Linked DNA regions of Danio rerio: region 2 is linked to region 1. A link is a contact called in public Micro-C data. All regions are on one chromosome and are shown on one strand. The core of a region is the stretch at or near the end of the contact, and the rest is flanking DNA. Distances in the headings are between cores, read along the strand shown. Region 1 holds the start of golga4 (golgin A4). Region 2 holds the start of msh6 (mutS homolog 6 (E. coli)).

Region 1 (4,794 bases), core at 1,287-3,786:
TATAGCTCATGTCTTTGGACTTGTGGGGGAAACCAGAGCACCCGGAGGAAACCCACACCAACACGGGGAGAACATGCAAACTCCACACAGAAATGTCAACTGATCCAGTCGAGGCTCAAACCATTGACCTTCATGCTGTGATGCAACAGTGCTAACCACTGAGAGACTTTGTCGCCTTTGACAATTTTAACAGAAATACACAAGCAAGTCCAATTAGACTAATTCAAACTAATTTTAAAAACAGTCGAGGATGAAATGCACAAAAAGCCACAGGCTTATTACCATTGTGGCCCTTGATATTCTTAAAAAATGAACAAGCAAATCATAAATGGTGTGCACACATCATCAGCAACACACCACAACAAAACCCTCAGCTCCAACCGTAAAACAACCATTTTTTAATTAACCTTCTAAAAACACTCTCAAATTGAATCCCTTTAAAACTAGGCAATACATTCCAAGCAACAGAGCGAGTCTTAAATCTTGCCAAATATAATCCCTTTTAACACTAAATACTTGCATCATTGCTTGTTATTTCAAAGAGCTGGTTATCGACTTGAATTGATATGATTGTGCTAGCTTGTTTAATTTTAATTCTAGATTTATTTATTCATTTATTCACATTCTTGTCAGCTTGGTCCCTTTATTAATCTGGGCTCGCCACAGTGGAATGAACCACCAACTCACGTTTTTATGCAGCGGATGCCCTTCCAGCCGCAACTCATCTCTGGGAAACATCCACACACACTCATACACTACGGCCAATTTAGCCTACCCAATTCACCTGTACCGCATGTCTTGGGACTGTGGGGGAAACCAGAGCACCCGGAGGAAACCCACGTGGACGCAGGGAGAACATGCAAACTTCCCTCAGAAACGCCAACTGAGCCGAGGTTCGAACCAGTGACCCAGTGACCCAGCGACAGCGATTTATTTATTTATTTAATTCTTTAATTAGCAAAATTACTATTGATACAGTACTTCAACATTTGAACTGTGACCATCGGTTTCCACATGCTGAATTAACGAAATTCAATGAAATTAATAAACTTCAGACCTGTACATGAAATTATTTCAAATTCTGTTACTGAACTATCTAATCTGATGTTTTTTTTTCTTCTTCTTCTTATTGTATATGCTTAAATTAAAGGTATAACATAATCAAACTCCAGAGTCCAGACCATTGCATCGAATGACAGTTTCAGATAATTTTCAACAAAAGTTGTTAGAAATAATAAAGCAGGCACTTTAATTGCATTTAATGATGTTTAATAATAATTAAATCAAATCATTTTTGTACATTTAAACTGTTGTGGTTTAAATAAAAAAGTTTTTTTAAAAAACTGATTTTACTTTGACAACATTTATTTATTTATTTGTTCATTTATCCATTTTACACTATGCTGAGGAGCTGCTTTTTATTTATTTTCATCCAAAAAAATAAGTATTAGATTTTGCAGGATATATATTTTGAAGTTTTACTGCATTTTGATTAATTAGAGCAGAATCTGTTAAAGTTCAACCTGTTTAGGGAAGCATGTTAATGAGCTCTTGGGTCTGGTTAACAGGTCAGGCTGGTTTGTAGGTCATTAAGTGGTGACAATGGCAGGCAGCAGATTAAAAATGACTGATCTGATCAAAAAGCCTTTAAATTTCAGAACAGTGCCTTTATTTGTACAACGGTACAGACACAAAAAAACTTCAACACTGTGGTATAAATCAATTTACAAGAAAGTAATGCTAAAATGCTACAATTACATGTTTATGGACATATACCATGGCAGTATCATGGTAACTTTTGGGAGTTACTTAAATGCCCCATATATATAGATATATAGATATAGCGTGTTACCGTATATTTAAAAGTACCATTGTATGATATGAGAATCATTACTGTACCATAGCACTAGTAACGTTACAGTAAGTCAAATATTAATAAGATGACTAACAGCAACACTATAATACATGACAAATGTCACGAAATATCAGATTTATTGGAAATATCCTGGAGTAACATGTAAATATCAGAATGCAATCATGTGGCAATCATTCATTACCACAGTATAAATAAATAAATCAAAGTACCACATAATAATCATCTGACACCACCATATTTTGGTGCTACTTTGTAAGCGTATACACAAACATCTAGTTTAACATTGATCCTAAAAGCTAACACTATACTTTATATCTATATTATACTAATACGAGTGTTAAACTGTCAGTGAACAATATACTTGATGTTGTTTGTTTTGTTTTGTTAGCATACATGCTACATGGGTAAAGTGCACTGACCTGCGGCTGCGCGCTGCTCCGCTGAGGCGACTGCTCGTCTATAACCTTCTGCTTCAGCTTTTTAAACATCACTCCATGCGATAATTGTCACTTTAGGAAAGATTTGACTGTCCGTTCAGCAGGGGATGAAACTTGATGTATCTGTGGATGAAAGCAGTGCGCAGAAGCAGCTGACGTGGAGGAAAAAGTGAGCAGCTACGGGTCCTCGAGAGGATCAGAAAGGACGAGGAACAGTTAACGTTACTGTACAACATGAACAGTGACATTATAATAACACGAACTACGTATATCCAAGAGTAACGTGGTATTCTCCAAAATATAATAGTAGCATAGTACTTTCTTTCTTTCTTTTTCAACACTCTATTTATTTATTTATTTATTTATTTATTTATTTATTTATTTATTTATTTATTTATTTATTTATTTATTTATTTATTTATTTACTTGCTTGGTTGGTTGGTTGGTAAGTTATTTAAGATATTATATTATTTTTAATTTTAGCTAAACGATTATGCAATATAGATATTATATCATGGTATCATGCATTCTTATATTCTAAAAATACAATTAAAATGCATCGTTTTAATTAATATATATTAATGTTATTTTAATATTTTAAATGTACTTTCGTATTTATAACATGCACATTTACATTTCTAAACTAGACTTGTGTTAAACACTTGATTAATAAAACTATCATCATAACAACAACATAACTAAACATTCAGATTATTTGTTTTTTATTGAAAACATTACAATGATTCAATTTAAATGTATTTGATTGTAAATAAATATATTATAATGTGTTTTTTTTATTTACCATTAACCAACATGTCATTTTTTTGCAAACATATGTTCAATCACATATTTATCTCTAAAATCATCCTGTGTATATTTCAAATAAACACAATTTATTATGAGCACAAAATCCTGTAATGACAGATTATTAGTGTTTCTGCAATCTAAACACACATGAAATATACTAATAAGTCCTTTATTTGAGCTAATATAGTGATTTAGAGCTTGAAATAATCTCTTGTAGTAATTCAAACATGGAAGAACTAGTAATAAAAGGCTGTACTTTCTTCGTCAGCTGAGGAAGTTCAATCTCCCAAAGGAGCTGCTGAAACAGTTCTACACCTCCATCATTGAATCAGTCATCTGCACTACATCTGGCCTTCGAAGGCTATGTCGAATAGTTCGGACTGCTGAGCAAATCATTGCTACAACCCTCCCTACTATCCAAGAACTGTAATTTATCCAGAGCGAGTAGAAGGGCTGCCAAAATCACTCTGGACTCCTCACACCCAGCACACTGCCTCTTTGAGCTTTTACCTTCTGGTCGACACTACAGAGCACTGCGCACCAGAACAGCCCGACACAGAAACAGTTTCTTCCCTCAGGCAATCCATCTCATGAACACTTGATGATAATAATTGTGGAACAAACATCACTACTTGCATACTTGTTATACACGTATACACTTATTTAACAGCACACTTTGCATGCAAATTTGCACATTACAGCTGCACATATGACGTTGTATATACCTGTACATACACTTGTCAATTTGTAAATTTGCATTCACTAGCATTTATTAACAAAGTGATGTAAATACTATAACACAGTGGTTCTCAAACTTTTTTCCACTAAGTACCACCTCAGAAAAAAATGTCTCTCCAAGTACTACCATAATATATTGAAATCCCGTAGCGTAGTATGCCTAATTAAGCAGCCAAAGCTAAACAGTTAAAAAATGAGGCAGATTAATTTCTATTATTATAAATATTTATTATTGTCAGCCATTTTAAACATAATAACTTGAACGTTAACACTGCCCTATGCTTACAGGTGGTAAAAAAAAATGTTTAAATTAAAATATGCTTCTAAAAGTTAATTAAAATGGCACTGTTCTTCAATATGAAAATAAAACTGCTGTATTTAAATGGAAAGAATTAACATATAGTGGCCTAGTCATAAAAAAAAACTTGGAAATGTTCCTTGGACCTCATAAATATAGGCTATTTGTGATCATATTCATATATAAAATGTTTTTTTTTTTTTATTTAAATAGATATTGCATGTGATTTACTTGTATGTCTTTGAAATCTAAACATTAACCTTAAATGTATGATTTGGATTTACATATTTAATTTAGAAATTAGATCTGCTTACTGCGTGTTATAGGCTTTGTGTGTCACAAAAGCAAGTCATCAAACCATACCTGTCAATTTTTGGATATAAAAATACGGGATACGCCCTCAACAACCAGTACAAATATGGGGAGAGGATTAGCTTCAAATGATAGATTACATAATAAACTAATAAAATAAAAGGTTTAGCCTATTAGAATCAATTTCCTGATCACATTGTTGTTATCCTATGCGTCAAGGGTTAAAAGTGTGTTAATTTACATAAATTATTCAGTGATTCATCCGCATACCACTAGAAGGAAGCCTGCGTGCCACTTGTGGTACACGTACCACAGTTTGAGAACCA
Region 2 (5,157 bases), core at 1,257-3,756, 200 kb after region 1:
TCAAGACTTGGCTGAGTCAGTTGAGATTTCTGTGTGGAGTTTGCACGTTCTCTCCGTGTTGGCGTGGGTTTCCTTTGGGTGCTCCGGTTTCCCCAGCCCATACACATGCACTATAGGTGAATTGGGTGAGCTAAACGTGTTTAAATGAGAGTGTATGGGTGTTTCCCAATACTGGGTTGCCACTGGAAGGGCATCCGCTGCATAAAACATATGCTGGATAATTTCAGAGGTTCATTCCGCTGTGGCAACCCCTGCAAAGGAACTGAGCCAAAAAAATGAATGAATGAATGAATGAATGAATGTTCTAATCTTATGACTGTGTGGATTTAAGTGGCATTAGTTTTAAAGCATAAGAGATAAGAGAATGTCTCCATTTCAAGTTCTGTATTGCCACTGGACTGTTGTGAAGCAGTAATTATTCATTGCTGTTTGCTTGTGGTATAATAACACTTATTTATCCTGGTCAGACGAAGTCTGAGTATTAAAACATACGCAACTAAGACTATTCAATAAACTCTGCTCTCTCTTTATCATCATGACTTTGTCTCCTGCTTCTGCTCCTCTCTGGCTTTCTCAGTCAACTCCTATATAGATAGGAGATTGTGAATTCAGTTGAATACTAGTTAACAGATTTGGGTATTGGGCGGCTCTGCTGGCTTGGCTTGTTGTCTGGATACTCAGAGAAACAGACATTTTCTAACAGGATCTGTTGTCCGGGGCTAGACCTTATTTATCTGGCATGGAGAGCTTGATCTAACAATAGTGATATAAAAAAACTATATCTAGTAAACAACATGCATCAATCAAAAAGTAAAAAAACAAAAATAATCTAAAATGTAGATTTTTCACTCTAAAAAAAAAAAGAAAAAAGAAAAAAAAAAGAAGAGTTTTTTAACCCAATGGTTGAGTTAAATATATTTGGTGCTTTGTTGTTGTTGTTGTTTTTTTATCTTTATTTGGTTATTTATTAAGAAATCAACCAGTTAAGTTAAATATTTGGTGCTTTCTGCTTTGTTGGGTTATTTTTAACCTTTATTTGGATATTTATTTAATAACCAGTTGGGTTAAAAATTAGGATTTTTGTTTTTTGTGTTATGAAGTTTATTTAAGCTCTAACGCAATAATATTGTTGTTGTTGTTTTTTTTAATCAAATTACCTCTCAATGTTGTGGTTTTTTGATCCGTTTCACCATCAAGGACCATCTTTTACAAGTGTTTAGATGTGGGTAAATGTATTGTACAGTGTGGACACCAAGTGAAGCTGCTGGACAGTCTACAGCACACAGAGCTCTCCATTCTGCTCCATCAACAGAGGATTTTCTGCTTGCACAGTTTAGAACTGTCTGCACTTTGTTCTGTTTCTTCATTGTTTCTGATTCTTAATTTATTTTAACAAAAGTGTCTAGAACAGGGGTGTCAAACTCAATTCTTGGAGGGCCAAAGCCCTGCACAGTTTAGTTCCAACCCTGCTCCAACACACTTACCTGTAGCTTTCAAACAAGCCTGAAGGACTCAATTAGTTTGATCAGGTGTGTTTAATTAGGGTTGGAACTAAACTGTGCCAAGCTGCGGCCCTTTTGGAACCGAGTTTGACACCTGTGCTCTAGAACTAAAATGTAATGGAAATAAAGCATTTTCACTATTTTTTGAAAACTGTATGTTATTTATTTACACAGCCATAACCTAAAAACTATTAGTAGTACTAGTAGCAATAGTAATACCAGAATGGAAAAAATAACATATAATCAAAATAACTCATAGTTGGGAAGGTGCTACAATAATCTATTGGGTTATATGTTGGGGTATTTAACCCAACTATTTTAACAGAGTAACCATGTCTTTTATATGAAAAGCACCATTTTAAAACTTCATAATCAATTTAAAAAGAAAATATTTTTAATGTGGTCCAAGACTGTCACCCACGGTCAAAATCATAGGACAGATCAAAACACTACACATTTGAAGTGATGTTAAATAAGGCAACACTGCACCCTGCTGACATGACAGAAACACTACATATATTATAATACAAAATATCTGCAGTCTATCAGTTCGCTTTTTTTAATTAACGCGCTGCTTCCCTCGCATTACAAACAAACACACACAAATAATACTCACAGACGGACACCTCAGAGTCTTAAAGTCAAACTTGTCAAAACTGAGAAGATTTCACGACCACCGTTCGAAGTGTTTACAAAAATAAATAAATAAATCACTTATTTTAACTCTTCGCCGTCTCTCCTCAGAGAGAACAACGACAGAGGTCTGCGATTGGTCCATTCTGACAGCGCGGAGAAAAGTGGCAGAACTTTTCTCAACGCTGGACTAACGATGATGCGGACTAAATCTTTGTTCTGTTGTGATTACATACCAAAATAAATAAATAAATAAATCACACACGTTCTAAAATTATAGAATAGACCACAAACACAAAGTAAAACATAACACTCACATCATCCACGTGAGTGTACCGTAAAATGATACACAGAGCTTCCTATTGGTCCACATGCAAATGACGTCGAACGATCCTCCTCTTCCCTTTCCGTGCGCCGTCAGCAGCACTTTCCCGCGAACTCTCAGCTCCGCTACAACTGTAGGGCAGTTCTGAGTCTGCTGGGACAGAAGAAATGAATTAATTTGGAATAACTAAACAACACGTTTCAAGACGACATGGCAAAGCAAAGTTCCCTCTTTAACTTCTTCTCAAAGTCGCCTCCTCTCGCGGTGAAGGCCAAATCCAGCCCATCACCAGCAGAAGGAGATGCGCCGGGCAGATCCAACACTTCACCCAAGGAAGAAGCTAAAGTCAACAGCAAGAAAACACCTGCAAAACCGCCCTCAAAAACCCAAGCTATAGCCGGACACGCAAAGCTATTCGGGGAGAAAGCGGCCACTACAAAGGAAAGGTACAGGAATTTGAATTTGGATTGGTTACCATGGTAACACAAAGTCTATATAAGATACACCAGTAGTAAAAGATGCTTCACAAAACATAAACATGCTTATTTAGACATATTATGTGCTACTTTTGTGGTATTTCGTTAAGAATTGCAATATTTATTTGCGCTAATAGAACAGTACTGGTGCTTTTAACCATGTTTTGGACACTACGACGACGTTTAACTTTAATAATTTGACTTTTGTGCTTTTATAAGTACTTGTGTGCTGTTTCATTATGAAAACTCACCGGAGACTCGCGTTATATTTCACTCCACGTGCTACTTTCGCCTGTTTGAGCGTGTTTGGCGGGAGATTCCATGGAAGGGGGAGGATCTTTATAAAAGTCTAGATGGGATACAGCTGCGGACACGCACATCACTATAGCATCATTTTTGTGACAATGTATACCCAAAAATAATATTTTTTTTACAGTACTGTGACGGTTGGGTTTAGGGTAGGCGTAGATGTTTGAAAATACGAATTATTGAGTAATTTAATAAATAGCATAAATAATACTCGGTACAACTACTGTTTTACATTACTGTGACGTTTAGTTTTAGGGTTAAGGTGGGGGTAGACGTTAATAAAATTAATGGGAAATTTAATAAATAATATAAATCTCGTCAACTTCTGTCCGCAACTGCATCGGATCTAGCAACAACCGGCTTCGACCGAGCGTCCGTTACAGACACTATTCAAAACGATCAACCGTTACTACAGTAAATGTATTGTAACTCTAAAAAATATTAATTAATTGTACAATATTGGGTAAATATGAGTGGAAAACGAGTGTAAGTACACTTCTTGTTCGGATGTAAGAACTGATAGTGTGTAATAATCGATTCAATTATTCGGTTGTTAATTTTTGTGACCGTTTTAATACCGAGTGTATTTGATTCTCCAAAAACTAGTAACGTTAACTAGTAATTGGTCAACTTATCAGGGTGTAACTTAACAATTTTTTAAAAAAATTAAGGCTAAATATTAAACGATTTGTTCTGTATTCTTTAACATTTTGTATATATATTTTTTTAGGGCTGGGCTGATAAACAATATTATATCGAATCGCGATAAAATTTATGTCAATAACACTGAAAACTCTGGACTTTTTACTCTATATTGATCAAGGAGCCAATCACAGCAGAAATGGGCAACCATGAGAATCTAGAAGGGTGTTGATATTAGAGATGTACTGAATTTTCGACCACCGAAAATGTTATGCCAGTGGTGACGCATGGAAAATACAAATTTTTTTTTATCCCTTTATACTTTATTGTATCCGTCCAAGAAAGCCAAACATTTGCGATCTATTAACCAGTGGAAAATCTTCTCTCGCTCTGCAAATTTCCTACTGCTCGTTGTGAACTTTAAATGTGAAAATGTATTGCTAACAAGTAGGTTTGGTCAGTATTATGGTATACCGCGGGATCTAAAAATAGCATCGGTGTCCGTCTCAATACTGTTATACCATCATAAAAAACAATGCACTTAAATAGGAGACAAGTATTAAATAGTAAATGCAATTTTTTTAATGCCTACAAATGGGTATGTGTGATTGTCATCTCGGGACAGTGTGGAGGAGAGAGATGTGAGGTAAGATGGCGAGTCGGGCACCAAGTGACCTGAGGTTTGGCAATAGTTCTGCTGCTGTACTGCGGGATTCGACCCAATTTCTTGCGGTGCAGGAATAAATTTCCGAATAAAACGCGGGAGCGGTCGGTAACTGGTTTAGTTTGGAAGGGAGCGCGGATGCCATCCATTCGCATGGATGCTGTGTGTGTGTGTGTGTGTGTGTGTGTGTGTGTGTGTGTGTGTGTGTGTGTGTGTGTGTGTGTGTGTGTGTGTGTGTGTGTGTGTGTGTGTGTGTGTGTGTGTGTGTGTGAGAGAGAGAATTAGACAGCGTGTGGTGCTGTGTGTCGCTCTGTATGTCTGTCTGTGTGTGTATGTGTGAATAAGAGAGAGAGAGAGAGAGCATGGTGCTCTCTCTCTCTCTCTGTGTGTGTGTGTGTGAATGAGAGAGTGTCCCGCGCAGATCTCTGATATGAACAAGGCAAACAGGTGACCGCGAACCTAAGGTCGCATATACTGGATTCAGTTTCTGAATGGTTTAGGCCAGAGGTCACCAACCCTGTTTCTGGAGAGCTACCTTCCTGCACATTTCAGTGGCAACCCTGACCAAACACACCTGTTTGTAATTATCAAGTGCTGCTTTAGGTA

Evidence for each region. Hi-C and Micro-C count contacts between places; a contact is called where the count stands out from the background.
Region 2: a Micro-C map of caudal fin shows a contact between it and region 1, with 6 times the contacts expected there. The contact joins the promoter of msh6 here to the promoter of golga4 in region 1. A contact is called at or near these places in 2 of 18 Hi-C or Micro-C datasets (caudal fin and an unstated tissue).

Annotation. Positions count from the first base shown.
Region 1 is chr13:51,867,129-51,871,922 of GRCz12tu, forward strand. golga4 (golgin A4) reads right to left here and starts at 2,537. Exons shown (of 25, transcript XM_073920316.1): 1 at 2,296-2,537.
Region 2 is chr13:52,065,201-52,070,357 of GRCz12tu, forward strand. It overlaps msh6 (mutS homolog 6 (E. coli)), which reads left to right and starts at 2,507. Exons shown (of 10, transcript NM_182860.1): 1 at 2,507-2,906. The coding sequence starts at 2,671. kcnk12 (potassium channel, subfamily K, member 12) reads right to left here and starts at 2,610. Exons shown (of 2, transcript XM_073920348.1): 1 at 2,453-2,610.